Linked DNA regions of Pan troglodytes: region 1 is linked to region 2. The links are chromatin contacts, called in public Hi-C maps. All regions are on one chromosome and are shown on one strand. Each heading gives the region's core, a stretch centred on a gene start, on an enhancer-like site or on the middle of the called end of the contact. The rest is flanking DNA. Distances are from core to core; before and after follow the strand shown. Region 1 holds the start of ARMC7 (armadillo repeat containing 7). Region 2 holds the start of HID1 (HID1 domain containing).

Region 1 (6,098 bases), core at 2,762-5,261, 140 kb before region 2:
TAAACCTGCTCCCACGGCCGCATGGGCCTCTCTCTTGGATCCTGACTCCCAGGAGTGAATGCCACTGTTGGTGTGTGCACTTCCAAACCCAGGGAGTGGCCAAGGGGCAGCTGTCTGTGGGGGTGTGAATGTGTACACACATGTGCTGGAGCCCCCTCATGGAGAGAAGACCCTCATTTGTAGTCTGGCCCCAGGAATCTCCTCTCCTCTTTAGAGGAGACCTGGATGGTGTTTGAAAAATTTGAATCACACTTATCATAATGTATTTCTGCCGGGCGCGGTGGCTCACGCCTGTAATCCCAGCACTTTGGGAGGCCGAGGCAGGCGGATCACGAGGTCAGGAGACTGAGCCCATCCTGGCTAACACGGTGAAACCCGGTCTCTACTAAAAGTACAAAAAATTAGCCGGGCCTGGTGGGGGGGCGCCTGTAATCCCAGCTACTTGGGAGGCTGAGGCAGGAGAATGGCGTGAACCCGGGAGGCGGAGCTTGCAGTGAGCCAAGATCGCGCCACTGCACTCCAGCCTGGGCGACAGAGCAAGACTCCATCTCAAAAAAAAATAAATAAATAAAAAGTATTTTTAAAAATGTGTTAGTTGGGCCAGGTGTGGTGGCTCACGACTGTAACCCCAGCACTTTGGGAGGCTGAGGCGGGCGGATCACCTGAGGTCAGGAGTTTGAGACCAGCCTGGCCACCATGGTGAAACCCCGTCTCTACTAAAAACACAAAAATTAGCCGGGCGTGGTGGCAGGCGCCTATAATCCCATACCCGGGAGGCTGAAGCAGGAGAACTGTCTGAACCCAGGAGGCAGAGGTTGCAGTGAGCTGAGATTGCACCACCGCATTCCAGCCTGGGCGACAGAGCAAGACTCCATCTCAAAAAATAAAATGAAATGAAATAAAATAAAATAAAATAAAAAATGTGTTATTTGATCCTATCAAGACATTCAACCCAATTTCTGGATTATAGGAAATAAAGGGGATAAAGAAACCACAAAGAGGCAATGAGACAAACCGGAAGGGGGAACATTTGCATTCCTGGTTGGGGCCTTCAAGAATCAGTGTTATGAAATGAGGGTCTGTTTAGGGTTACAAGGGATTTATTTCTTGGGGCCAGGAGTTCGAGACCAGTCTGGGCAACACAGTGAGATCCTGTCACAACAAAAAATTAAAAAAAAAAAAAAATTAGCTGGGCATGGTGGTGCACACCTGTAGTCACAGCTACTCGGGAGGCTAAGGCAGGAAGACTGCTTGAGCCCAGGAGTTCAAGTTTATGGTGAGCTATGATCACACCACTGCACTCCAGCTTAAGTGACAGAGTGAGACCCTATCTCAAAAAAAAAAAAAAAAAAGAAGAAAAGAAAAAGAGAATAAAAAGAGAGATTTAAGATAATTTATGTAGTGACTTCCTTCCAATGGGTATAATACGTAAAGAGGGGAAAGAAAGAGTAATTTTACAGTGGAGAAGCCTGACAAGACTTCAGCCAGGTGACTACGCGCGTGTTGGCCAGGCTGCAGTGCAGTGGCCATTCACAGGTGCAATCGTGCAATCACACACACTACAGCCTCAAATTCCTGGGCTCAAGCGATCCTCCTGAGTATCTGGGACTACAGGTGGGCACTGTGCATTGCTTGAAAAAGGAATTTTTGTTTGTTCTCAAAATTTTGTTTGCTTCAAACTATTTCCCACGGCCTAGATCTAAGCTCCTGCAAGCTCTGGTGCCACTGAACTCTCTAAATTCTTTTTGTGCCATTCTCCACTTCACTGCAACGATCCTCCCACATCAGCCTTCCGTCTGGCTCCTTCCTGTTTTAAGGCCTTTGCCCATGCTGTGTCCCAGCTAAAATGCCTTTCTCATGATGGCCAAAACTGAAGTAACCCCCACCTTCCACTGCTGTCTCTCATCACCCCATTTACTTCCTTCTGAGCATCATCTTTTTTGTTTGCTAACCACCTGTCCCCCCTAATAGAATGTAAGCTCCTGAGGGGCAAAGACCTTTCCCTAAGCTGTTCACCATACTCCAGCATTTAGAGCAGTAGCTTGCATATACGGCACATGCGCAATAAATATCTACCCAGTGAATAACTCAATAGGTCTTAAGATCATAACAACGACAAAAGCCATAAGTTACAGACTGCAAGCCATCTCTGCTTCTCTTGATATGAAAACACTAAATATGAGTTATTTTTGTTTTTGAGACAGATTCTCGTTTTGTCACCCAGGCTGGAGTACAGTGGCCCAATCCCAGCTCACTGCAGCCTTGACCTCCCAGGCTTAAGCAATCCTCCCACCTCAGCCTCCTGAGTAGCTGGGACACCACGCCAGACTAATTTTTTTTTTTTTTTTTTTTAAAGCAGAGATGGGGTTTTGTCATGTTGCCCAGGCTGGTCTTGAACTCCAGAACTCAAGTGATCTCCCTGCTTCGGCCTCCCAAAGTGCTGAGATTAAAGGTGTGAGCCACCTCACCGGCCTGAAATTGCTTTTTTTTTGAGACAGAGTCTCGCTGTTGCCCAGGCTGGGGTGCGGTGGTGCCATCTTGGCTCACTACAACCTCTGCCTACCGGGTTCAAGCGATTCTCCTGCCTCAGCCTCCCAAGTAGCTGGGATTACAGGCGCCCACCACCATGCCCGGCTAATTTTTGTATTTTTAGTTAGAGATGGGGTTTCACCATGTTGGCCAGGCTGATCTTGAACTCCTGACCTCAGGTGATCCGCCCACCTCAGCCTCCCAAAGTGCTGGTGCTGGTATTACAGGTGTGTGCCACCGCGCCCGGCTACAAAACTGCTCTTTTTAAAACATATTTTTTTGAGACATGGTCTCACTCTGTCGCCCAGGCTGGAGTGCAGTAGCACAATCTCAGCTCACTTCGGCCTCTGCCTCCCAGACTCAAGCAATACCTCCTGCTTCAGCCTCCAGAGTAGCTGGGCCTACAGGTGCACACCACTGTGTGCGGCTTTTTTTTTTTTTTTTTTGAGACGGGGTCTCACTCTTGTCCCCGAGGCTGTGGTGCAGTGGCACGATCTCAGCTCACTGCAACATTCGCCTCCTGGGTTCAAGCTTCTCCTGCCTCAGGCTCGCTAGTAGCTGGGATTACAGGCACTCGCCACCACGTCTAGCTAATTTTTGTACGAGACGGGGTTTCGCCATGTGGGCCAGGCTGGTCTCGAACTCTTGACCTCAGGTGATCCGCCCGCCTTAGCTTCCCAAACTGCTGGGATTACAGGTGTGAGCCACCACGCCCGGCCCCAAGGACTCACTTCTAATTCACTTATCTCACCCTGGCCCATTTAGGCATCTAGGGAACGGGCCCCGCCCTTACCAATAGCAAACTCCACCAGGGTCTCATTCTCCTCCGACAGCGAATCGAGAAATAAATCCAGGACCTGCAGCTGCCGCAGATACTCGTAGTTGCTGGGGTCATAAGCGAAGTTGGCGAGGTTGGCGAGGACTTGCTCCTTGGCGTCTGCAACGGGAAAGCGGCACTGAAGCCAGGTCCGGGCGGCGGTCACAGCGGACCCTGCCACCTGATCCCACCGTGGCTCTCACCTTGGCTTTGGGTCTCCTGGAATTCCGTGACCAGCGCCTGCAGGTATCCCAGCCGCCCGACGTGGGGGTCCACCTTCGGCTTCTGGGCCATGGCCGCGGTGACGGAGGACCCCCAGGGACGGGCGGGAGGGTGGGAAAGGTGCAGGGGGAAAGCCGAGCGAGACCCTCACCCGCTCTCCACCTGTCTGGAGAGGGAAGAGGGGGTCGGCAAATGGGTTTCTTTCCTGGGTTCAGATTCTGCAGTAATTTGCAGCTGGAAATGGGATATGGGAGATGGGACGGGGTCTCAGAATCCTGTAGGAGTTGCGTTTGAAAATCGAAATTGGGGCGCGGGAGGGAACCGTCTACGGGTTGGGGCTCGCGGAGGGGCACTGGCGCACCGTCCCCGGCTCGGTTCCGGGCTCCCGGCGGAAGCCGCGCTGTCCCTATCCCCGAAGGGGCGGGACGAGGCAGGCGAGGGGCGGGGCCGTCGCCGAACTCCTTGGCGCGCGTGCGCGGCGCGCTTCTGGTTTTCTGGATACCGAAGCTCTTTAGCCTGTGCTGGAACCAGCGGCGAGCGGCTTCGCTGAGGCAGGTGCAGGCGTGGGTGGGTGTACTGCGAGGAGCAGCCTGGCCTCCCGTATCCCATGTCCAGATGCAAATTACTGCAAAATCTGAACGCAAGAAAGAAACCCACTTGCCGCCCCCGCCAACAGATGGGCGGGTGAGGGCCTCGCTCGGCTTTCCCGCCCCACCTTTCCCACTCTCCCGCCGGTCCCCCGGGGTCCTCCCGCCGTCCCGACATGGCCCAGAAGCCGAAAATGTGACACCCATGTCGGGTAGCTGGAATTCCGCGAGGAGCAACTCAGGAGCGCAGCAGAGTCTGGCAGCACCCATGTTGGAGGACGTCGAGGCAGAAGCACCTCCAGGGTCCCCACGGCTGGCGGGGGCGCGGCCCATCCTCCTTGACCAGGACGCCCCTTTGGAGCGCGGGCGTCAGCTCCTTACGCCCCCCATCAGTCCTTTGCCCCTTTTGCAAAAAGCCTAGCGACCCCGACCCGCCCTCCATCCCAGCCCCGAGGTGGGTCCGCCACCTCTGGACAGAAATCAAAGGGTACTGGGTCATGTCCTGGTGCTTTTTGTCAGCCGGGTGGATGGCGCGCGCCCGGGGCAGCACGGGGGAGCCCGAGGAGGAGCCTTGATTGTGGCGCTTTCGGGGCTTTCTGGATGCTGAAGCCCTTCGGCCGATTCCTTCTCGATTATCAGGAAGCGGGTGTGTGATAGATTGCTCGTGGTTACAGGGAACAAAGCACCAGGGAAGGAGGTGGTCTAGCCACACTCCCATCGCATTTGACAACGTAGGGGTAGAGGTGGCTTAGGCTGTGAGTGTCCTGAGAGTGCAAAAGTTGTTAATCTAAATGGAGTCACTTGTGTTAAAAAACAGAACAAAAAAACCCGGACACAGCCCAAGAAACCCATGACAAGAGGGTTCTCGTGCATAAATACCTGATAATGAAAACTATCACAAAGACTCTGCAAAAACCACAACCTTGCACAAAGGGCGTCACAACCTTGCACAAAACATACTTTTGAATGGCCATCTGCCCAGCAACCGCTTGTCCAACCTTGAGTGGTCACCCTTGTTATTAATCCTTCTACCTAAGGATAAATATTTCAAAACAATTATGTAATCCTATTTTTTCCCTTAAAGCCTGTCTTCCTTTACCTCCCTGAATACCCATATAGTTTACTATGGCATGGATACTACCATTGCAATGCCCTATGCCCAAATAGGTATCATTTTCTTTGAGAGAGCCTCTCTGTTATTTAGGTTGACAAAGGCAAGGACCATTATTTTAAGCCCTGGGCCCGGATGAAGGCAGAGTGGCCGTCACACTCCAGCCAGCTGCAGCCCCATTGGAAGCAGGCCTCACCTCTGAGGTTTCAGGTCCTTGTGGTCAGCCCCTGCCCTGTGTACACCCTCTGACGCAGGAGTTTCTTAGTCTGGGTACCTAGGCCCCAGGACCCTCACCAAAGCCCTTTGGCTTCTGTTGGGAGCCTCTGCAGCCTGGGAAGTCCATCTTGCCCCTAGGTGCCCAAGGGGTTTCTCTGCCTCTTGCTGGATAGAGCAGCAAATAGGAGCCCAGAAACAGGGAGGATGGAAGTCAGCTCCATCCCTCCCTGCCCAGGAACTGCCTCAGACCTTCTCTAGAGGTTCGCAGGCAATCAGCTAGATGGGGATTGCAGAATCAGATGGGCCACCCCATCTTCCCTCATTGGTCTTCTCCCTTTTTTTCTTTTTGAGATGGAGTCTTGCTCTGTCGCCAGGCTGGAGTACAGTGGTGCGATCTCGGCTCACTACAACCTCCGCCTCCCAGATTCAAGTGATTCTCCTGCCTCAGCCTCCCGAGTAGCTGGGATTACAGGCACGCACCACTGCACCCAGCTAATTTTTGTATTTTTTTTCTGAGACAGTGTCTCGCTCTGTCACCCGGGTTGGAGTGCAGTGGTGCGATCTCGGCTCACTGAAAGCTCCGCCTCCCAGGTTCACGCCATTCTCCTGCCTCAGC
Region 2 (6,627 bases), core at 1,589-4,088:
AGTTCCTGGTTGCAAACCACAGAAATGGCTCTGAGTGATGGGCAAGACCAAAGGGGTCAAAATTTCACCTGGAGTGGCTGGTTAGCAAGAGTTCTCAATTCTTTTCTTCTCCTTCTTCTCCTCCTCCTTCTTCATACCTTCACTTGCCTTTATTATTTTTTCTTCTTTTTGAAGGCTGAGCACGGTGGCTCCTGCTTGTAATCCCAATGCTTTGGGAGGCCCAGGCAGGAGGGTCGCTTGAGCTCAGGAGTTTGAGACCACCTGGGCCACATGGCAAAACCCCATCTGTACAAAAAATACAAAATTAGCCGGGCGTCATGGTGTGCACCTGTAGTGCCAGCTACTTGGGAGGCTGAGGTGGGAGGATTGCTTGAGCCTTGGAGGTAGAGGGTGCAATGAGCTGTGATCATGCCACTGCACAGTCTGAATGACAGAGGGAGACCCTGTCTCAAAAAACTAAAAATAAATAAAGAAATAAACTGTTAGCATGTTGCCAGTTTTTGAAAGTCATTGTGCTAGCTATGTAGTGTTATCTTACTGCGGTTTCAATTTGCATTTCCCTAATGATTATGATTGAGAGTTTTTAATGTCACTCTGGCCTGGAATGCGGTTGAGTGATTTGTAGAATAGACTGGATTTTTTTTTTAATGCCAAATAAAGGAACTATTCATTCATTATCTTGGAATGATTAGAAAAGCCATGAAACCTGCCAAGGATTTTGCCCAGGGCGGGGAAAACCCACCTCTGGAGAAAGGCTAGAGCTACCCTATCATTGTCCTGTGGAGTTTGTTTGTTCAGTGAAATGGCAACACCCTTCGCACTCCTCTTTCCCTCCACACCCGCTCCACCCTGCCACACTTTTGCTCCCAGATGGCGTGCCCCTCATTTTTCACCTGTAGAATTCCTCTTTAAGTGAATGTCACATCCTTTTGAAGCATCTAGGGGCCAGGCATGGTGGCTTACATCTGTAATCCCAGCACTTCGGGAGGCTGAGGTGGGAGGATCCCTTGAGGCCAGGAGTTGGGGATTAGCTTGGGCAATGTAGCAAGATCCTGTCTATACAAAAAATGAAAAAAAAATTAGCTGGGCATGGTGGTGTGCACCTGTAGTCCTAACTACTCAGCAGACTGAGGCAGGAGGATTGCTTGAGCCCCAGCATTCGAGGCTGCAATGAGCTATGATTGCACTACTGCACTCCAGCATGGGCAACAGAGTGAAACCTCGTCTGTAAAATGAATGCATGCATGAATGAATGAATGAATAAATAAATAAATAATAGGGCTGGGCATGGTGGCTCACACCTGTAATCCCAGCACTTTGGGAGGCTGAGGCAGGCGGATCATTTGAGGTCAGGAGTTCAAGACCAGCCTGGACAACATAGCAAAACTCTATCTCTACTAAAAATACAAAAAAATTAGCTGGGGGTGGTGGCGGGCCCCTGTAGTCCCAGCTACTCGGGCGGCTGAGGCAAGAGAATTGCTTGAACCCAGGAGGTGGAGGTTGCAGTGAGCTGAGATTGTGCCACTGCACTCCAGCCTGGGTGGGCGACAGAGCGAAACTCCAGCTCAAAAAATAAAAAATAAAAAAGCATCCAAGATTTCCAGAAGCTTCCAGACATAGCTTGCAAAATGATGTTGTGGAAAAAGCGCAGCCACATTTGGATGAGCTCCTTACTACCTGTGTGGCTTTGGGCAAGTAATTGCTTTAAGCCTCATTTTCCCCAAGTGTAAAATGGGGATAAAATAATACCTCAGAAGTAGCTATTAGAGATATCGTCATTGTCGTCTTGTTTTGATTTTTTTTTCCCCCCGAGATGGAGTCTTGCTCTGTCGCCCAGGCTGGAGTGCAGTGGCGTGATCTCGGCTCATTGCAACCTTTGCCTCCCAGGTTTAAGCAATTCTGCTACTTCAGCCTCCAGAGTAGCTGGGATTACAGGCGTGCGCCACTACGCCCAGCTAATTTTTGTATTTTTAGTAGAGACGGGGTTTCACCTGTTGGCCAGGCTGGTCTCGAACTCCTGACCTCGTGATCCGCCTGCCTCGGCCTCCCAAAGTGTTGGGATTACAGGCGTTAGCCACCGCACCCGGCCTTGTTTTGATGATTAATCTGCCTCTATTACAGGCTTATTTGGCTGTACCCTGGCCGCTTCTTTCCTTATCCCTCTCCCTAGCTGCTAGCCATAAAGAGCAGGCTGTACTACTTATGTCCGCTGTGTCCGTCCATGACACAGAGTTGGCAAATACCAGACCCTCAGCACATTTGTTGAAATGGATGAATCTCAAAGGATTCTCTGGGAATCTGGTGGCTAGAGAGGGGTCGGGACCGCGAGGGACTCTTGCGCTCATCAAGGCGAGGAGCTGCTTTCCTGGAGTATGGAAACTGAGTCAGCGCCTCCCTCCCTCATAACCGAGGGCCTGCGGGACTGTCTGAACACGTGGGTTTGACAGGTCAGAAAAAGGGAGAACCAAGAGAGTGGATGCTCAGAAAACATGAATGGGAAAGATAGACTGAGAAGGAGGAAAGTGGGATGGAGAGGGCCAGCTGAGACGTGGGCCAGGGGCCGGAGCGGGGATGAAGGGTGAGGACCGGGGCGGGGGACGAGCTGCGAGGAGGGTTTTGGGCCCTGGGGACTGCGTGGTAGCAGCGGAGGCGGGTACAATGCTCCGACGCAGAAGGAAGAGCGTCGAGGCTCCGGGTGGGACCTGAGAAGGCGCCCGGCGTGCGGCGGTGCTGGGTTGGAACCGCGGACTCCGCGGGTCTTCGGCGGCGGGCGCGGCAGGTGCAGGAGGCGGAGCCACGCGGGGGCGGGGCCTGTCGGGGCGGGGCCGACGAGGGCCGGGGGCGGGGCGCGCCGCTTGTCTCCTGCGAGAGCCGCGGGGGCCGCGGAGCTGGAGCCGGAGCTGAAGCCGGAGCCGGGCTGGAGTCTGGGCGGGGGCTGGGCCGGAGCGGGCTCCAGAGACATGGGGTCGACCGACTCCAAGCTGAACTTCCGGAAGGCGGTGATCCAGCTCACCACCAAGACGCAGGTGCGCCACGGGGGCCCCGGCGTCCCCATCCACCTGCCGGGCTGGGGGCTGGGCAGGGCCGGGGGTACGCGAACTTGGCTCGCCGGGAGATGGGGGGACGGGCGGGCCCCGAGCGTAACGCCAAGGCCAGCGCCGGTACGGGACCCCGCGGCCTGTACCTGGAAGCTCCATCCCCTGGCCCTAGTCCCCCACCCTCAGCCTCCTCTCCTGGGAACACCCCTCTCCCCGAAGCCGCTGCTGCCACCTTAGGCTGACGTGTGCCTACTCCCCGAGCCGGCGACACAGCTGTCCGCCCCCTGTCCCGCCCCGCGGCGTCCCCAGCTTCGCATCTCCAGCCTCCCGCCGCCCCCACCCACCCATCCACCGTCCGCTCCCCTCCCTGCCCCTCATTGCCCGCGGGTCCCGGACGCACAGTCCCTGTTGACTCAATGCAAACAAAGCCTGGCTGGCGTCCGCCCGGGTCGGAGAAACAGCTGGTGTGCGCGGCAGCGGCCTCGCTGGGCCCTGGTCGATGCCCGTGGGCAGGGAAGGCCCAGGTCTTCCTGGGAACACGCAAAGAGTGGCGGGCAGCGAGGCAGCCTGGTGAGGGGCCCTGTCCCCAGGCCTACTGAGCACAGCTCCCAGCTGGGGACCTCTCCAGGGGCCTTCCCCGAGGCCCTGCGAGGGAAAGGCTGTTAGCCTGTGTGCTCTGTTCTCTGGCTCAGGGATGGGGACCGGCAGGATGACCCTCAGTCAGCTGGTGAGGGGCCTAAGGACCCTCCAGTCTAGTCCATGCTCATAACTCTCCTGTGAGTCCACAAGTGGCCCAATAGCCACCTCCTTATACCACCTGGCCCCAGCAAGACTGCTTCTCTGCCCACCCCTTCTCTCCTGGCTTTTTGAATCAGGCCACCGTGGCCACAGAGATGCTCGGCCCTGACTCTCCAGGTCCCCCATTTTCAGGGGACACAGGACCTGCTGCCATCTGGGATCTTCCTCTTTCCTGACCCCCCCACCTCCTGCTCTCCAGGGCTCTCTCTTGCTGCTGGAGGTTAGAGTGGGATGGAGGAAGCCATCTCCCACAGCCAGCTGGTCACAGTTCCAGGGGCCAGACCTTGCTCCCTCACCCCTTTCCCCACCCTGGAAGGGTCAAATTTGCGGCAAATGCCCAGGGCCTCTGGAGAGTCCAACCCCGGCTGAAAGGCTCTTGATAGAAACCAGACCGCACTTCTCTCCATTCCCCACGGCTCCTGGGTCGTTCTGGAGCTTGGCTTTTTTAGGATGGGGTTTTCGTTCTGTGGGTGGCAGGGAAGGTGGCAAGTGGGCTAGCCCCTCAGTGTAGGGCTGCAGGGAGAGGAGTGGGGAGGCAGGGAGGAAGGGAGGCTCCCATGTTTACCTGCCTGGGGAAGAAACACCTTGTTGGAGGATTGCACTGTGGGCTCAGCAGCTGGGGTCCTTTGCCAGGCCAGTGGGGCCAGCTCAGCAGAGTACCAAAGGCTCTGGAGTGGCCTAGATTCCTACCTGCTCAGGCCTTTTCCCCAAAATACTGTGTCCCTCTGTCTTTCCCTGGCTACAGCCCTATGATGGGCCACTTGAGATGGTGCTGTTCTGTTTCCCAGCTGAGGACACTGAGTAGGCTTGGAATAGAACCTGGATAGGCTGGAGATCAGACCAGCCTTCTGGAGAGCACTGGGTCCTGTAGGTGGACGGGGGCCTGGGCTGCCCGGGGGGAGAGGCCTTCAGCGGCTGAAGCCTTGGACTCTGTGTAAGTGACCTGACTTCGGTAGCTTGGGTGTGAGGATCAGAACTCAGATGATCATCACTGATCTTACCACTTGGAGTCCCCAAGGAGATTCAGGCCAGTTGTCCATAGGATGATATGTGGTTCCAGGCTCTTACAGGGTGTGGCTTGGGCAGTAGACAGGCAGAACTAGCCCCTTTTCCTGTGGCCTGGGCCTGTATCCCTGCTGCTCCACCTTCCTTGCCTTCCTGCCCTGCATCCTGTTTTCTTCCTGCCCCATGGTCCAGTCCTGGGTCAGGCCTGACCCTGGTCCTGAGAGCCAGCCGCTTTGGCTGTGTTTCCTGGTGCTTCCTCATAGTAGGTGGGGCTCTGGAAGGAGACAGTCCCAGACCTGGAACCCTCTCCCAGATCCCGCCTGTTTGGAATTCTCTGCTGCAGGCCAGATGAACCTGGCGGGTGCATATTTACATGTGTATACATGTATGTGCATGGGAATGCATGGTGACACAGTCCTCTAGAGCAGGCTTAGCAGGCTTGAGGACTAGGGGACCTTCCCCCTGCACACCCTGAGAGTCAAAAGATACAACTGCTCCCCCAGGTCTGAGTGGGGGTCTAGTCTGAGCAGGGGCCTGGAAAAGCTGGGTTAAGAATATCTGATTTTGGGCCGGGTGTGGTGGCTCATGCCTGTAATCCCAGCACTTTGGGAGGCCGAGGTGGGAGGATCACCTGAGGTCAGGAGTTTGAGACCAGCCTGACCGACATGGAGAAACCTCGTCTCTACTAAAAATACAAAAATTAGCCAGGCGTGGTGGCACATGCCTGTATTCCCAGCTACTCGGGAGGCTGAGGCAGGAGAATCGCTTGACCCCAGGATGCAGAGGTTGCGGTGAGCTGAGATCATGCTTCTAGCTTGGGCAACAAGAGCGAAACTCTGCCTCAAAAAAAAAAAAAAAGAAAAAAAAAAAGAAAAAAGAAAAAAGAAAAATCTGATTTTGGCCAGGTGTGGTGGCTCATGGCTGTAATCCCAGCACTTTGGGAGGTGGAGGCAGGAGGATTGCTTGAGCCCAGGAGTTTGAGACCAGCCTGGGCAACACAGCAAGACCCTATCTCTAAAAAATAAAAAAAATTAGCTGGGCTGGGTGGGGTGTGCCTGTAGTCCCAGCCACTCAGGAGGCTGAGGCAGGAAGATCACTTGAGCCCAGGAGTTCAAGGTTACGGTGAGCTATGATTGTGCCACTGCACTCCAGTCTGGGCAACAGAGCAAGACCCTGACTCAAAAACAAACAAAAGAAAAAGAATAAGGGGAGAAGAATACCTGGATTTTTACCAGGGTAGCTCAGTTTCTGTGGCCCTAGCAGCAGCGGCCTGCCTACCTCCAGCAAAAACACTTCCTTCAAAGATCAGATATTGGCTAGGTGCGGTGGCTCACGCCTGTAATCCCAGCACTTTGGGAGGCTGAGGCGGGTGGATCACGAGGTCAGGAGATCGAGACCATCCCGGCTAACATGGTGAAACCCCATCTCTACTAAAAAATACAAAAAAATTAGCCGGGCGTCGTGGCAGGCGCCTGTAATCCCGGAGGCTGAGGCAGGAGAATGGCGTGAACCCGGGAGGCACAGCTTGCAGTAAGCCAAGATTGCACCACTGCACTCCAGCCTGGGCCACAGAGCAAGACTCGGTCTCAAAAAAGAAATAAAAAAGATCAGATATTAGAAGCTTCCTTGGGCTGGGTGGAGGCCAACTGGGGTCATTGAGGCAGGCGCTGAGCCACGTTTCTCCCATTAGAAGCCTAAGGGGCCTCAGTGACCCTGACTAATGCCTGTAGCATCAGCTTGGCCTGGGCAGGTGGTCACCAAATCCGAATGTCCAAGCCACAGTGGG

The links. A called contact is a pair of places that touch in the nucleus more often than the background predicts.
Region 1: a Hi-C map of induced pluripotent stem cells shows a contact between it and region 2, with 1.7 times the contacts expected there. The contact joins the promoter of ARMC7 here to the promoter of HID1 in region 2. A contact is called at or near these places in 1 of 7 Hi-C or Micro-C datasets (induced pluripotent stem cells) and 1 of 1 other capture datasets (stem cell-derived neural stem cells).

What each region holds. Positions count from the first base shown.
Region 1 is chr19:88,103,214-88,109,311 of NHGRI_mPanTro3-v2.0_pri, reverse strand. It overlaps ARMC7 (armadillo repeat containing 7), which reads right to left and starts at 4,011. Exons shown (of 3, transcript XM_016932915.4): 1 at 3,550-4,011; 2 at 3,323-3,466. The coding sequence starts at 3,640.
Region 2 is chr19:87,962,790-87,969,416 of NHGRI_mPanTro3-v2.0_pri, reverse strand. HID1 (HID1 domain containing) reads left to right here and starts at 2,838. Exons shown (of 19, transcript XM_511668.8): 1 at 2,838-3,026. The coding sequence starts at 2,961.